Linked DNA regions of Athene noctua: region 1 is linked to region 2. The links are chromatin contacts, called in public Hi-C maps. All regions are on one chromosome and are shown on one strand. The core of a region is the stretch at or near the end of the contact, and the rest is flanking DNA. Distances in the headings are between cores, read along the strand shown. Region 1 holds the start of PIK3CG (phosphatidylinositol-4,5-bisphosphate 3-kinase catalytic subunit gamma). Region 2 holds the start of HBP1 (HMG-box transcription factor 1).

The links. A called contact is a pair of places that touch in the nucleus more often than the background predicts.
Region 1: a contact with region 2 is called in a Hi-C map of heart, with 2.6 times the contacts expected there. The contact joins the promoter of PIK3CG here to the promoter of HBP1 in region 2. A contact is called at or near these places in 2 of 2 Hi-C or Micro-C datasets (heart and liver).

Annotation. Positions count from the first base shown.
Region 1 is chr3:72,876,191-72,882,977 of bAthNoc1.hap1.1, forward strand. It overlaps PIK3CG (phosphatidylinositol-4,5-bisphosphate 3-kinase catalytic subunit gamma), which reads right to left and starts at 3,956. Exons shown (of 12, transcript XM_074903333.1): 1 at 3,756-3,956; 2 at 323-434.
Region 2 is chr3:72,715,362-72,722,117 of bAthNoc1.hap1.1, forward strand. It overlaps HBP1 (HMG-box transcription factor 1), which reads right to left and starts at 2,996. Exons shown (of 11, transcript XM_074903323.1): 1 at 2,659-2,996. The coding sequence starts at 2,893.

The DNA of each region.
Region 1 (6,787 bases), core at 2,706-5,205, 160 kb after region 2:
ATAGACATAGCTCTGCTTTCTTATAGCATCTTTTTGCTTAGCAGCTAAGATTGGTTTCTTTTTGGAGGTTATTTTTCTCAGGAAGTAAGTTTGGGGAAAACACACTCTGTTCCAGCTTCCTCTACTTTTTAGAGCCAATATTTGAAATTTCTCATGGAAGTGAAGCTGCCCTGAACATTTTGTTGCTGCTATGAAATCTACCCATCTTGGCCAAGACATCTCCAACACTCATCCTTCACACATGTGAAGCCTGTCAGCATTCATCACCCACAGTCTGCAGGATCTCAGCACTATACACTGGTTTCCTCTCCAGTCCTCTCACCTGAAAAAAACACGCAGGTGCTGGAAAACTTGAAGACCTGTAACCTCAACAGCAGTGCCCAAGATGATGGAGGAGAAATAAGCAGCTGGTTCCACATAAAAAGGAAAAGGATCTGGAGGTGTAGGAAAAGAAAAGGAGCAATGCTAAAGGGGAAAATGTTTGCAAAAACTGTGCTTTGAAATTCCCTGACTTTGCCACGCTTTTGCAGAGTCTGTATTTTGAAGTATAATTTCTAAAATGTGTAATAAAGTAACTTTTTTTTTTTCCATTTAAAAACAAGCAACTAGCAGTGAGGGGTTTTTTCATGCCAACAGGCAACATATGTTTTTCACAAATATCCCTCATTCTAAAAGTCATCGTGCTGACCCTATGAAGTAAACCTAGACTCATCACAGTTTCATTGGGTTGTGCCAGACCTAAGAAAGAATGCCGGTTTAAAATTTTGCTGCCATGTGATATGCACTTAAAGATTAATTTTTCAAACACATATACATTCAAATATTCCATCTCCTGCTAAGCTATTCTAGCACTACTCCACTGATCAAGACGAACAAGAAAATCAAAAGCAGCATCTCTGCCTCGTGCAGCAGAGAACTACCCTGTACACTGCTCAATGAACATAATTGTTTGACACTTTCATCCATGTAAAAAGACTGGTAGAGCAATATTGTGAAAGGTTCAAATACTGCCCCACAAACTGCATCAGATACAATGCAAAGTGCATGACACTTGTGTAACTGCCCACACAAGACTGTCTCTTTCACACTCATTTGGGCTGTGACCTCCCATGTCTAGTCCAGTCCAGTACAACCCAGATGTCCTTCTCCAGTTCAGCTCTGACCCCCTTTCATCAGCTTCAGAAGCCAATTCTTGGAATGGTAACTGTCTCTAATCTGTCTCTGCAATGACAGACACAAAAGTGTCCACATTCTTAGGGTGACACCAAACTGTATCTATTTCCACTAATCCATGTGTAAGCATGGTAAAACCATAATTCCTCATGCATATGCATCAGAAAACTTGGATGATTATAACTGAAAATCATTTAAAATAACCTCCTAAAACCTTTGTCATGTCTAAGCATTACTTACAGTATTGACATTTCTATACGCCTACTGCACAACCACACAAAAAGGTCAAAAAAAGTCACTCTTCTTATTATTAATTCTAATTTAATTTAATTCTAACCCCGTATTTCCCTGTATTAGGAGAACTGTCCTACTACTAGTCAACAAATCCTGACAGGCTGCAATGGAGCAGGAGAAGTGGGCCCATAAAAGACAACTAAGAAAAGCAAACAGGCTTGCCTTTGTCTCCAGTAGTGTTCCTATCTCATCACTCAGGTAAGCAAACCGATCATAACAACAACAACAACAAAATTTGGTTAATTTTCAGCTGGATCTGTTCCCTAATCTGACTCATCACTTGCCAAGTGGTAGGGAAGGGAAGAGATGGGAAGGGAATGAAGACAGCGCAGTTTAGGATGAGACTGAAACATAATTCACAGCAGGATTAGGAGATAAATTAATAGGTAAACTTGTTAAAGGATTTGAGATCACTGGTTGAAAGGTGTTTTAAAAAGACACTGTGGTATTATCATTAATTACTTCATATGTTCTGCTACAAAAAAATTCAAGAGATCTGTCAAACGTCACTGCTTTGTTAGTGTTTTACCAGTTACTTATTCTTCATCAGTTATTCTTACGCTTATTCTACAATAGTTTCTGTTTCTGGTTTAATCTACCATGTGAAAACCTTATTTTTAAATTATTCTTTTCACTTTAAAGTCAGCTCCTTCCCAGACAACACAACCTGCAAGAAAATAGGCACTCTCTATCAGAGTAAGAATCACCTTGTGCACACATTACACAAATATAATAATAATCTATTTACATTCACACTTTAAAGATAAATGAAAAAACCCACCTAGGACATGACCCAAAATTTTCCAAGCAGCATTCTACGTGTACTCGCCAGCATTGTCCTGTAGCAGGAGACCGCTTTGCACTTGCAGGATAGGAGTACAATACATCTTCCCTATGTCTACAGTGAGCCAGTGCTGAACTATGCAGGCAAGATACAGCACTAACATGTTACGCATGAACTCAACAACAAAAACTGCTTTGCTCAGTTCTTTTGTCAAATCCTCTAGCAACTACTAGCTCTCCCTGGAATTAAATCAGTGCAGCTTCCTATTAGCAAGTAAACTTCATCATCATCATCACAGAACGTCACTGCTAATACAGTCACATTCTTCATCAAAAAGTGTACTAATCAGCAGAACATCTGTGCCAGGAGGCTGCACGGTCAATCTACCTGCTATTACAGCTGTAATATTTTCAGGACCTCCCTGCCTTCACTACAGACATTTGTGTATTTTGGTTTCTACACAAGGTTATCTATTTGGGGGTGCTTCTGGAACAAACAGTAACTCCTAGCTGGTTCCAAAAATTTAGGTAAGAATCTTGGCGAAGTTCTAGTTAACTGGTTATACAAATGATGGTGATCTACCCTTAAACCAACACTTCACAGAGTTTGAAAACATGGATATATGGCTCCTGCAGGGACACACTCCCCATCTAGATACTGCCTGTCCTTTCAACTTGTGCCTGGTTCTTCAAATACTGATCTTTAGCAGTGTGATCTGATCTCCACTGACAACCAACTCCTGAACGCCCTCAGCTACTATTTCAGACCATTTGTAGTGGGGGAAGGTTTTACAGTCTACACGTATCAGAAAGACACAAGAGGTTATTATTTGTTGGATGAGGAAATATTTATTGTTTCAAAACGATGTTGCAGCTGAGCTGACTTACAGATCAGAGGGAACAGCTACCACTGTCTAGCGTGATCCTTCACTTTGCATTGTTTTATTCTACGCACTCACAGTTTCCTCGGCAGGTTTTGCATTAACCCTGCAGCTCCTGTTTGGGCCAGGACGCGAGCCGGGACCGAGGCCGCAGGGAGCGACGGACCGGGCAGCGTTCGGGGGCTCAGCCCTTGCCCTGGAGGCGGCCGTGCTGACTCCGGTCAGCCGCCCGCGCCCTGCTAGGAGGGGGCTCGGGCCGAAGCGCTTCGCCGGCGCCAGGCCCGGGAGGCGCGACGCGGCGAGGAGCGGCGGGCCGGGGCTGCCCCCCTCACCCGGCCCACCGGCCGGGCGCTCAGGCCGCGCCCGCCCTGCCCGCCCGCCGCCCCGAGATGGCGGCTGGGGCCGCGCCGCCCCGCAGCGCCCACGGGAGCGGCAGCGGAGTCCTCGCCGCGCCCAGCCCGGCGGGGCAGCCGGGGGCCGCGGCCGCGCCGCTCTGCCCACCGCCACCGCGGGGAGCCGGGCCGCGCCGCGCCGGCCTTGTGCCTCCGCCGCCACCTGCGAGCCCGGCCCTGGGGCAGGGGCCACCGGCGACCCCCCGCCGGCCCCTGGGACGGAGCTACTCACCGCAGCGGCGCGGCCGCGGCCCCGGCTCCGGACAGGTGTTTTCCTCAGCAGGAAGCGGAGCGGGCCGGGGGCCGGAGGGGAGGCTCCATGGCCGGCGGTAGGCAGCTCCGGAGCCGCCGCCAATCACGCGCCGGGCAAAGAGGGAACCGGCTGTGGGGCCTCCCCGCCCCGCTCGGCCGCCGCCGCCCGGCCCCGCCGCGGCCCCGGGGCGCCCGGCTCCAGCCCCCGCCGCTGCGGCCGGCCCCCGCCGCGGCCCGGCGAGCCGGCCGTCGGGGCCGGGCCCCTTCCTCCGAGCGAGGCGGGGGCCTGGGGAAGGGGCCGGCGCTTGGCCGGGACGCCCCGCGGGTCTGCGGAGCGCGGTGCCGGGCCTTGCCGCCTGGAGGCAGCGGGCAGCCCTGGCGCGGCCCGGCACCCCCCGGCCCGGCACGACCGCATCAGCCGGCGCGGGGATAGATCCACCATTAGGGCAAAGCACCGCAGCCTCCGCGTGGTTTAGTCGCCAGCACAAAGCAGGCAGGACGGTCCTGGTGTCAGGACTGGCAGCAAAACCTCTCTGGAAGCAGCTTCAGGAGGAGTTCATCGCCCCGGGCCCCGAAGGCTGGCGAGCCCGTCCGCAGGCTGCGGCGGAGCAGCCACCGCCGCGGCAGGGCCAGCAGCCAGAGCCTGGGCGGCCCGGCCTGCCCCACGCCAAGGCCAGGACACAGTTTGTCCCGGTGATGGCAGTCAGCAATAGCACGCAGTGGCCTTTTCCTTTGGAAAGATTTTCATTTTATCTTATTAAATGTCTGCTCCTGCAGATTTAGCCTCTTACTTTTTTTTTTTTTTTTTTTTGCTACTCTTTGTTCAAAGGTGCTGTATTCTTGTTTCCAACTATTTTCCCAAATCCAGACTGGGCAGTCCCAGCTCTCCTTTTAGGTCATGTTCCTTAGACCTCCTGGGATTCCTGTTGCTTGCTTCTGGACTCTTGCCAAATGGGCCACGTTGTTTTTGGAAGGCACTGCACAAAACTGGACATAGTAGTACTCCAGCTAAGGCCTTGCCAAGGCTGCCCACAGCAGGAGGATTAATTCATCAGCCTTACGGTGCCAGGACTCCAAATGCAGCTCAGGCATAACCATTCACTTCCAATTCAAACAAACAACTCCCCCTCACCACTCTTTCCCCACCCTAGCTGCTGGCTGTTTGGCTCTAAACAGAATTGACTGTTTGTATCTCAGCAGCTCTTTTTTGGAAGGAACAGCAAAACTCTTTCCATGAGTGTGCTGAGACCTTTTTTGCCCCTGATCTTACAATGAGATTCACAGGTGAACCCTGTATGGCACAGAGCCTGCATATTTGTCCTGAGAGCCACACTGACCAAAGGTAGTAAAAAGACTGTAAAAATGAATTTGATTTTTCTAGGTACACATTATTAACTTCCATAGAAAAAAAATATCAGAAGGAAATAACTAGTATGTCACTCATACAGGTGCTATTATAAAAAGTAATTGTCATTATAGCAGTGCATTTCTTTTGACTTAAAAAATCATTTGCATAACAACATCAAGAATCATAGTAGCAGCCTGGAGCAGAAAGCAATTGAGAAACTATTGTATAAACATGGAGTTTCAAAATGAATATACATTACACTGAACTGTGGCTATAAGAAATCATAACGCTGTACTGTCCTTGAGTTCTCCTTTTTCTGAAGACGAAAGCAAAGCAAAAACCTTTAACAACCTTCACGTGGTGTGTGTGCAGCATAGGGGAAACAGTGAAGATTCCCTCACTTCATGCTTGGTTTTGCCTGATACAATAGGTAATAACAGTCAAAGAAGTTCAGCTTTGCACAGCATGTGTATTACTGAATGCTTTAAAAGAGATTAAAAAACCTTATCAAAATAGGAAGCTTTTTTTTGTCATTATTGGCTGTATCCCCAGATGGATCACTCCAGGAACACAAGTGTAGCCAGTTTGGCAACTAATCCTGTTAAAATCCATGGACTTTATTTGGGGATGCACAAACATATGGAGATTTGAGCAACTGAATAAAAAAGGCTCATTTGTCAAAAGACAATTATAGAGGGAATAATTTACAGCCAGAGCAAATGACACATTTCATGTTGACTTCAGCCAGAATTGTATAAAATATTTTTAAATAGCTATAAATCAGCATAATGTTATTTGCAATGAAAGAATAAATTATTTTATGTATTATATTTGGGAAAAGGAGGTAAGCTGAAAATCTTTGTCTTTTCAGGATTTTGTAAATTAATAAAACATTAATTCTTTGCAGTTAATCTTCAGCTCCTCTATATGCAGCACAATTTTTTTGATTGCCTTTTGTGGCACATCAAGTAATATAACTTTCCTATTGCCAAGGATGTTCTCCTTATAGGTCGTATATTCTTTGGAAATACGCATTTTAACATTGTATTATTCCCCTTGATTTTCAATGTGACTTAAACTCTTTCCCATAAATTACCTGTTGGACTTTTTTCTTTTTTTTTCCCCCCAGTCAAGAACAGCCTTTAAAATAAATTGAAATGCACATTTTACCATAAAAGAAATGGAATTTTAAAACAGTAAGGAATACCATAGCTTAATGAAGGAAGATGAAGAACACAGTTTGATATTTAAATGAAGCTGATTTAATCAAAATTAGTCATGCAAAGAAGCAATCATTTTGTTAATAAAATCTTGTAGGGTGCAGTCAAAATGCAATTATTTCCTTTATCTTTTAGCTGTAATAAAAATATGACAAGGAATTGCTGTCATGATCTTAAATGGGAGTTTTGGAGGTTGGAAAATGTAAGATAGTATCTTTTGTGTCCTCTGCAGTCAAACATCAGTTTTTATGTTGTTTCATGGAGAACTGCAATAAAGAATAACAGCCACACTAAATGCTCAACAACTTTATATACTGGCATATGTTGGAATGGGATGTAAATGTTCTGTTGTCATTGACAGACTGGGTTCACTGCCATTTAGGAAAAAGTATCTAATAGTTTGGGTTGTTTTTTATTTTCTATATTGCCAGCAGAGAAAAAAAA
Region 2 (6,756 bases), core at 1,746-4,245:
AAAAGCCACTCCTTGTTTTTCTAGCTTGTCTACGTCTTTCCTTTCTACCCTTATGCCTTGTTTTCCCCTCTATTTTTTTCTCTCTTCCTTTCCCATTTTCCTGCCAAAATGAACGAGCTAACTTATTTTGGGAATGTTACCCTCTCCTTCCTTCCTGCCAGCTGCCAAGATTTGAAAGTACCTGCCCGGTATCCCACTGAAGGTCAGAGATAAGATGCAGACACAACACGCTAGTCTGACAAGAAGGTACTTGCTTGAGAAATGAATTTTTCTTCCAAGTCACAACAACTTCTCTAAACCATAAGCCACTTGTTTACAAAAGCCAAAAAATCCTCTAACAAATTAATTAAAAAGAAAAACAAAGAAAGTGTACCAGCTTTACTTTTCCAATTTTTTTATTCTACCTGATTAAAGCCTGCTTGGGACATTGTGTGCTTCTCCTGTCCTCAATCTTTCAGTGTTTTGGAACATTAAGGGGAATGGTCATTAATTAGCTTGATTTTTTTTTTTTTTTAAATTCAATCTCACGTTCAAAACTTGTCCTGACAGATATTTTCTACAAGTATGTCTCACAAGGCTATTAACTACCGCCATTTTTTTTAAGGCTAAATGTACTTATTTATGAATTTGTGCTTTAAATTTGTCATGCTAACAAACAGCAATATTAACAAAAAGCTTATTAATCAAACCATGTCTATTTTTGCTGGACAAAAATAAATTCGGGACAAAAGTAAATAAAGACTGCGGCTGAGAGGGGGTTCAGCAGGAACTGCGCAGCATCCACCCAAACCACACTGTGCATGAATCCCTGGGTGGAAGTGCTTCCCGTGGTTTTCCTTCTGGTATTTGCCTGCCTTCCCCCAACCTACCGCCCAAGTCACAGGCAAGCTCTATGCCTGCAGCAATTCACCGGATGGAGTTTAGTACAGAGAGCAGCTTCTCCAAGCAAAACACAACATACTGGCAAGACTGGATCTACACCAGAGACTTTATTGGCACAGCTGCTTTGATCATGGATCCTGCTCCACAGCCCTGACTCGCACAGCTGTGCCAAAAAAAGGCCGCAGAGACACACACCACCTCAGATGAGCACAGAACAGGACTCACGTTCCTGTCCAGACGGCCTTTTCGCTTTACACGGGCCGAACCATACCTTCCACCCAGCTCCACGGGATGTCACCCCCTACCCAGGAGGGCCGCGGAGGAAGCACCGCCCTCCCCACACCGTCGCACAACAAACATTACTTTCATCACGCAAGGAAAACATTTACAGCGGAATTAAAGGCGCGTGAGCACGCATCTGTATGTGACCCGCGCGGCCGGAGGGGGCCCCATCCCCCGACAGACGCTCCCCCACTGCCCCCCCCCCGTGGCGGGGCAGCCCCCGGGTCCGCGGCTGGGCCGAGGCCGCGCCCGGGAGCGCGCACACCCCCCCCCCCCCCCGTCATGTGATCCGCCTGGACGCGGCCCTTGTTTATAAACGCCCGCCGGCACGGCGCATGCGCGCAAGGCCCATTCATTCAGAACTGCGTAACAGCTCGGCCTGGCCGGGGGGGAGGCGGCGGGGGCGCCCCCCCCCCCCTCCCGCCCCAGATCCCGCTGCTGCCCCCCCGGCGGGGCCGCCAACCGTGCCGGCGCGGGGCTCACCTGGCTAAAAGTTCCCCCCCTGCTCCTTCCCCAAACAGGCGCTGCTCCCCGCGGCGGGGCAGAGCGCCCTCGCTCTGACAGACTGGGGCAGGCGGGCGTTCCCGGGGATTAAAAAAAAAAAATAAGGGAGGGGGGGGGCCCACACACCAGATCTATTGCGCCCGCTCTCGCGGTCTGACGCCGCAGCTGAAAGACCCTAGGAGGGGCCGGCGCCCCCGCGCACCCCGCGGGTGCCAGCCCAGCAGTGCAGGAGAGTGGCGGCTCCGCCGGGCCGGTGAGGGAAGGCGCCCAGTAAACAATGTCCAGGCTCCCACCGCCGCCAAAAGCCAAGGACCCAGCGGCCTCCTCGGCTCGGCCTGCGGCCGCCGCCGCTCCCCTCCAGCCCGGCGGACCCCGCCCGTCCCCCGCCGGGGCCTCGCAGCCCCCCCAAAGAGGCAGCTCCAAACTTTACAGCACTTACCAAACCCGTCGCCATTACCAAATTCCCCTCGGCTCCCCCCCCGCCTCCTCCCCACAACGGAGTCCCGCCCAAGTTTGGCGGTGCTTGGTCGCCGAGTGGTCGAAGGCGACGTTGCTCAAGCCGCAGCCATTTCCTATTGGCTGACTAATCTGCCTATCAGGAACCCGCCCTGAGGGCGGACATGTTTTGACTCTCCTGCGTAGCAGATTGCACCGCGCTGCACATCAATCATCCCCAGACAGCGCCCCGATTGGTCAATGCCTCCGCGGGCTTGCCGAGATGCATTCTGGGAGCTGTAGTCTTCCCCGCCGCCACTGCCTGCCAACTTGGACGCGATAAGACGACAGCCCCCAGGATGCCGCGCGCGGCGCTCGGCTGATAGTAAACAAGAGTCACAGGGACACGTGTACCGCGCCTCCGCCGCCCCGGCCCGCAGCCCCCCGCCCTCCGCCGGGCCTGCGCCGCGGGGCCGGCCGCCGCCGGCGAGGCTGCCCGCCAGGCAGGGCCCCCCACCCCGCAGCAAACCCGAGCGCCGAGAGGCGCTGCCTGACCTGGTGCTGCCGCGGCGGGAGGCAGCGCAGGGGCGGCCTCCCCGGTCTCCTGCGGCGGGAGGACGCTTCTGGCTCTCGCCGCTGCAGGCGAGGCGCGGGCCCCGAGATGGCGGCGGCCTCCGCGGCGGGGCGCTGACTCACGGCAGCAGCGTGGAGAGGGTGACTGGGCCCCAGGTTGGTGCCGGCCTGTAACGATGCCCGGGGGTGCCCGGTGCCTTTCCTGATTCACCACCATTCATCAGCGCTCCGAAACGCTGTTACGAAACGGGCCCCGCTCGCGTTTCGCCAAATAAAGGCTGCGGCGTGCAGAGGTGAAAGGAAGTTGCTAAAGGTCAGAGAATGAGTCAGCAGCTCCGCCTGCCCATGGCTCCGGCCCCTTTCTCGTTTCATTAAAAAGACATTCACGGTGGCTTAGGTTCAAAATAAAAGTTGCTGGGGAAAAGATAATGGTTTCTCAGTCCGTTAGTGTTTCCCAGGCATTCCCATACATTTAACTGCCAAAATACCATCCTGGTTTGTTTAGACATTACAGCTGTTTTACTGACAGAGAGATGAGACTGAAGTAGGCAACTCTGGTAGCATCTGAATACAGTACCTCAGACTGCAGGGAGAAGAATAGACTCCTAATCTGAGGCCAAATCCTCATTGTAAAATACAACGCTATGCATGATCCAATACAAGCAAATACACGCACAATTCAGAAATAATTGATACGATTTTAGAAGCTGATGGAGAGCTTCAAGAATTTGCAACTGTTGGGATTTTTCCAAGAAAAACATTTCTTCCTTACCCTATTTTCAACATCATCCCAATCATGTGAATGTGTCCTAAATGCTCTATCAGATCTTTTCTTATAATTTGCTATCTACAACAGTTCTGACTTTCAGGCACGCTAACATAGATGTGCGAGAAAATAAGCAAAAGTTAACTTTACAATTTAAATAGAAATGGTTCCGTATTTAGAGTTCTCTACAAGCTTTGCGTCCCATGAAACATGCTGCTAGTGGCCACTAGAGGGAAAGCTAGTTTTATTGTTTCCACAGCTCAACAAGGGTAATGCAATTGAAAAGGAAAAAAAAAAAATCATACCCATCGAAATTGTACTTAGCATCATACTCGGTATGCAGATGTCATTAGCACATCAGTTTAAGATTTGGCTTTTCCAAGAAGTAATAATTTGCCTGTTAGTAGAGTCGTCATCTGTGGGCACTGTTTGAAGAGACACACTACTTTCAAAAACATGCAGTATCTTCTGCAGTGTGAATTGGAAATTATTACTTTTTATATGCATATGCGCAAGTTTAGCTTAAAAATAATAAAAATAGTAGAAAAACCAATGCCATGGAATTTAACTAATATTCTGTGCTTAATCACATAATAAGCCAACCCTTTACAGATCATTTTACCAGTTTGAAAACACAAAGTTATTCAAACAAATGCCTCCAGGAAAAATCTGAAAATTACTGTTGAAATTCAACTCTTAAGCAACTAGACAGCTTATTATAAAACATCAACTGTCTAACCTTACATCCCACAAGCTCTGATTTTTCCTATATTTAGAATTCAGGCTTTTCCTAAATAACTGATAGATCTTTATATAAGGAAGCTTTCATGTCATCCTCTCTCTAAAATATAGTTTTTAATAAATTGAAAACTGGTAAATCAGGAATCATCTTTTTTACACCACTCCACAATAAAATAAACTTTAAAGCTGTGTTCCTTCCTCCCCTTTCTCTTTTGATCTCCCTTATACATCTAAACAGCCTTTAGGCTCTTTGGAGAGAGACTCAAGCTTCTGTGTTTTTAATGAATTTTACTGCAGACCCTGCATTTCCAGAACGAGTCTTGTCAGAAGACCTGTATATGCAGATGCCTCCATTCTGCAAATAAGCTACTCTGCTTGTGGTACAGCCACTTGCAAGGTAAAACTCAGAGTTTATTCTTCTGAAAGCTCCATCTGCTGCAGTGTGGAAGGTGCAGAGTGCAGAGACTGGATCAAGCAGCTACAGAAGATATAAATCCTGTCTGAAGCCCCATCAGATTTTTCAGAAGATGACTGTTGGCCTAGAGGTTCGTACCTTGTTATGGAGTACATTTCCACACCACTATGTACTTTTTCTACCAAAAATTAAGAGTGTTTTTCCCAAACTAAATGTTAAATCTATTTGCCATAAAGGTTTACAGTTCTCTACAAAAAGTTATACATGAGGGTTAGATGTGCAGCCCAGTTCTCTGAGATTCATTGGCCCAAATAACAGCTACAGGTCTAGACAAGTAAATACCGCTGCTGAACTAGAGCCTTGATATCATACCATCTGTGACATATCCAGAAAACTCAAAAATATGAATCCTACTTATGACTGAGATTATCATCTTGTAAAGATACGAGTGTCTGAATTGTTTTGGGATTCTAAAATCTGACATTGAACAGCTTTCTTATTTTCAAATCTACCTTTTTCCCTCTGCATACAGTAAATTAACATTTACTCAGTGAGAACATAAAAGAATATGAGTAGAAGGACAGGTAGTCCATGCAGTAGATGACAGCAGGATACATAAAAACTGTATCAAAGCTTACTTACTAACCCCCTTGGTTGAAGTCAAATACGTATCCTCTAGATTTCAGAATAAAGATTATGTCAATGCCATACTCTTTGCTCTGCAGGCCTAGTCTCTAATTACATTATTACTCCCCCTCCACACCCCCTACCTCATCTTACTCCATGTCCAAAATGAATAGGTGCTCAGAGAATGAATCAGTACTGTGTAACATGGACATTGTTGGCAGCTATGCTGATTTAGTTGCTCCTGCTATTGTAAGAGAGGTAGAAAACAAGGTGGGGGATTGGGAAGTGTTAGTTGTGAGTTCTTGTCACATTATGGATGGCTACCAAGAAGCAGGAGAGACTAGACAAACAGAAAATATACAGACAAATTTGCATCCTAGCTATTTACCTCTTAAAATTGCCAGCCACAAAGTTAAGAAACCACAAGTAGACTTTAAAAATGCATATTACAAAGCCATATTAGTAAAATATAGATTATATATTGGGTTTGTGCCTACCTCTACTTTTAATCTCTCCTGTCCTGCCCTTATGACACAGCTGCTACTGCTGACTCTCTGAAATACAGCATATCATTATTTTAATTCTGCTACAGGAGCCTTCACATCCACATGTAGACATTCACCCTCAGTAATTAACTAAATACTTCCCAGACATCAGAGCAACCCTGCTCACCAGAGCTTCCAGTTCTACCCAACACAGCAGCCTCTGTTCTGCAGCCATTGTGCCAGAGCCTCTCACATCCGTTTTCTCTTTTCACAATGACTTCTATATCTCCTGAAGCTATTTGTACTCCTTCCCTCTTCTCAGAGCCTTCCGTGGCTAGCTGCAATGGTGCCTCGCTCTCTCCTTCCTAACAACTCTAGGCATGCCCACCCCCATGTTTCAACTCTTTATCTTCTCACAGAGGATGCTGTTGGGAATGCAGAGCAGAGGAACAGAGGACTTGTTGCTCCCAGGAAAGATAATTTTTCTTCAGTGCTAGCAGGGAAACTTCACTCACCTCCTGCAGTGGTTCAAGTTGGGGAGAAACAGAACAAATAACAGGCCAGGTATTTTTTTTTCTTCCAAGACAGGTCATGAATTAATGAGAATTTTATTTCATGTCATTATGGCACAGATTCCAGTTTTAGCTAAACTTTATCACCTACAAAGATAGAGCGAGACAAAAAAATGACAATAGTTTCAGGAAAAAAGAAAGACCTGACATATCAAGAAACAATCCAGAAGAGTGACAAATTAAAAAAACCCTCTATTCCAGCTCAAAGCTTGTAGAAAAACAAGTCAAGAATAGACTTAAAATGTTCTGTAGGTTCCCTCTATGCTGGTTGATAAATTAAAATGCCAGGAAGTGTTCCTGGGCACTGGAATACAATCATCTGTACTGTATTTTTTTATAGAAAAGCCCTGGCATAGTTTTTGTGGGGGCCAATAGCAAATAATTTTCGTATACAGTTTGGGAGCTGCCATAGGCCAAGGACTATTCTCAGTTGGCCATCTGTGTATGGCCACCCCATATGGAAAGCTGGAAAAA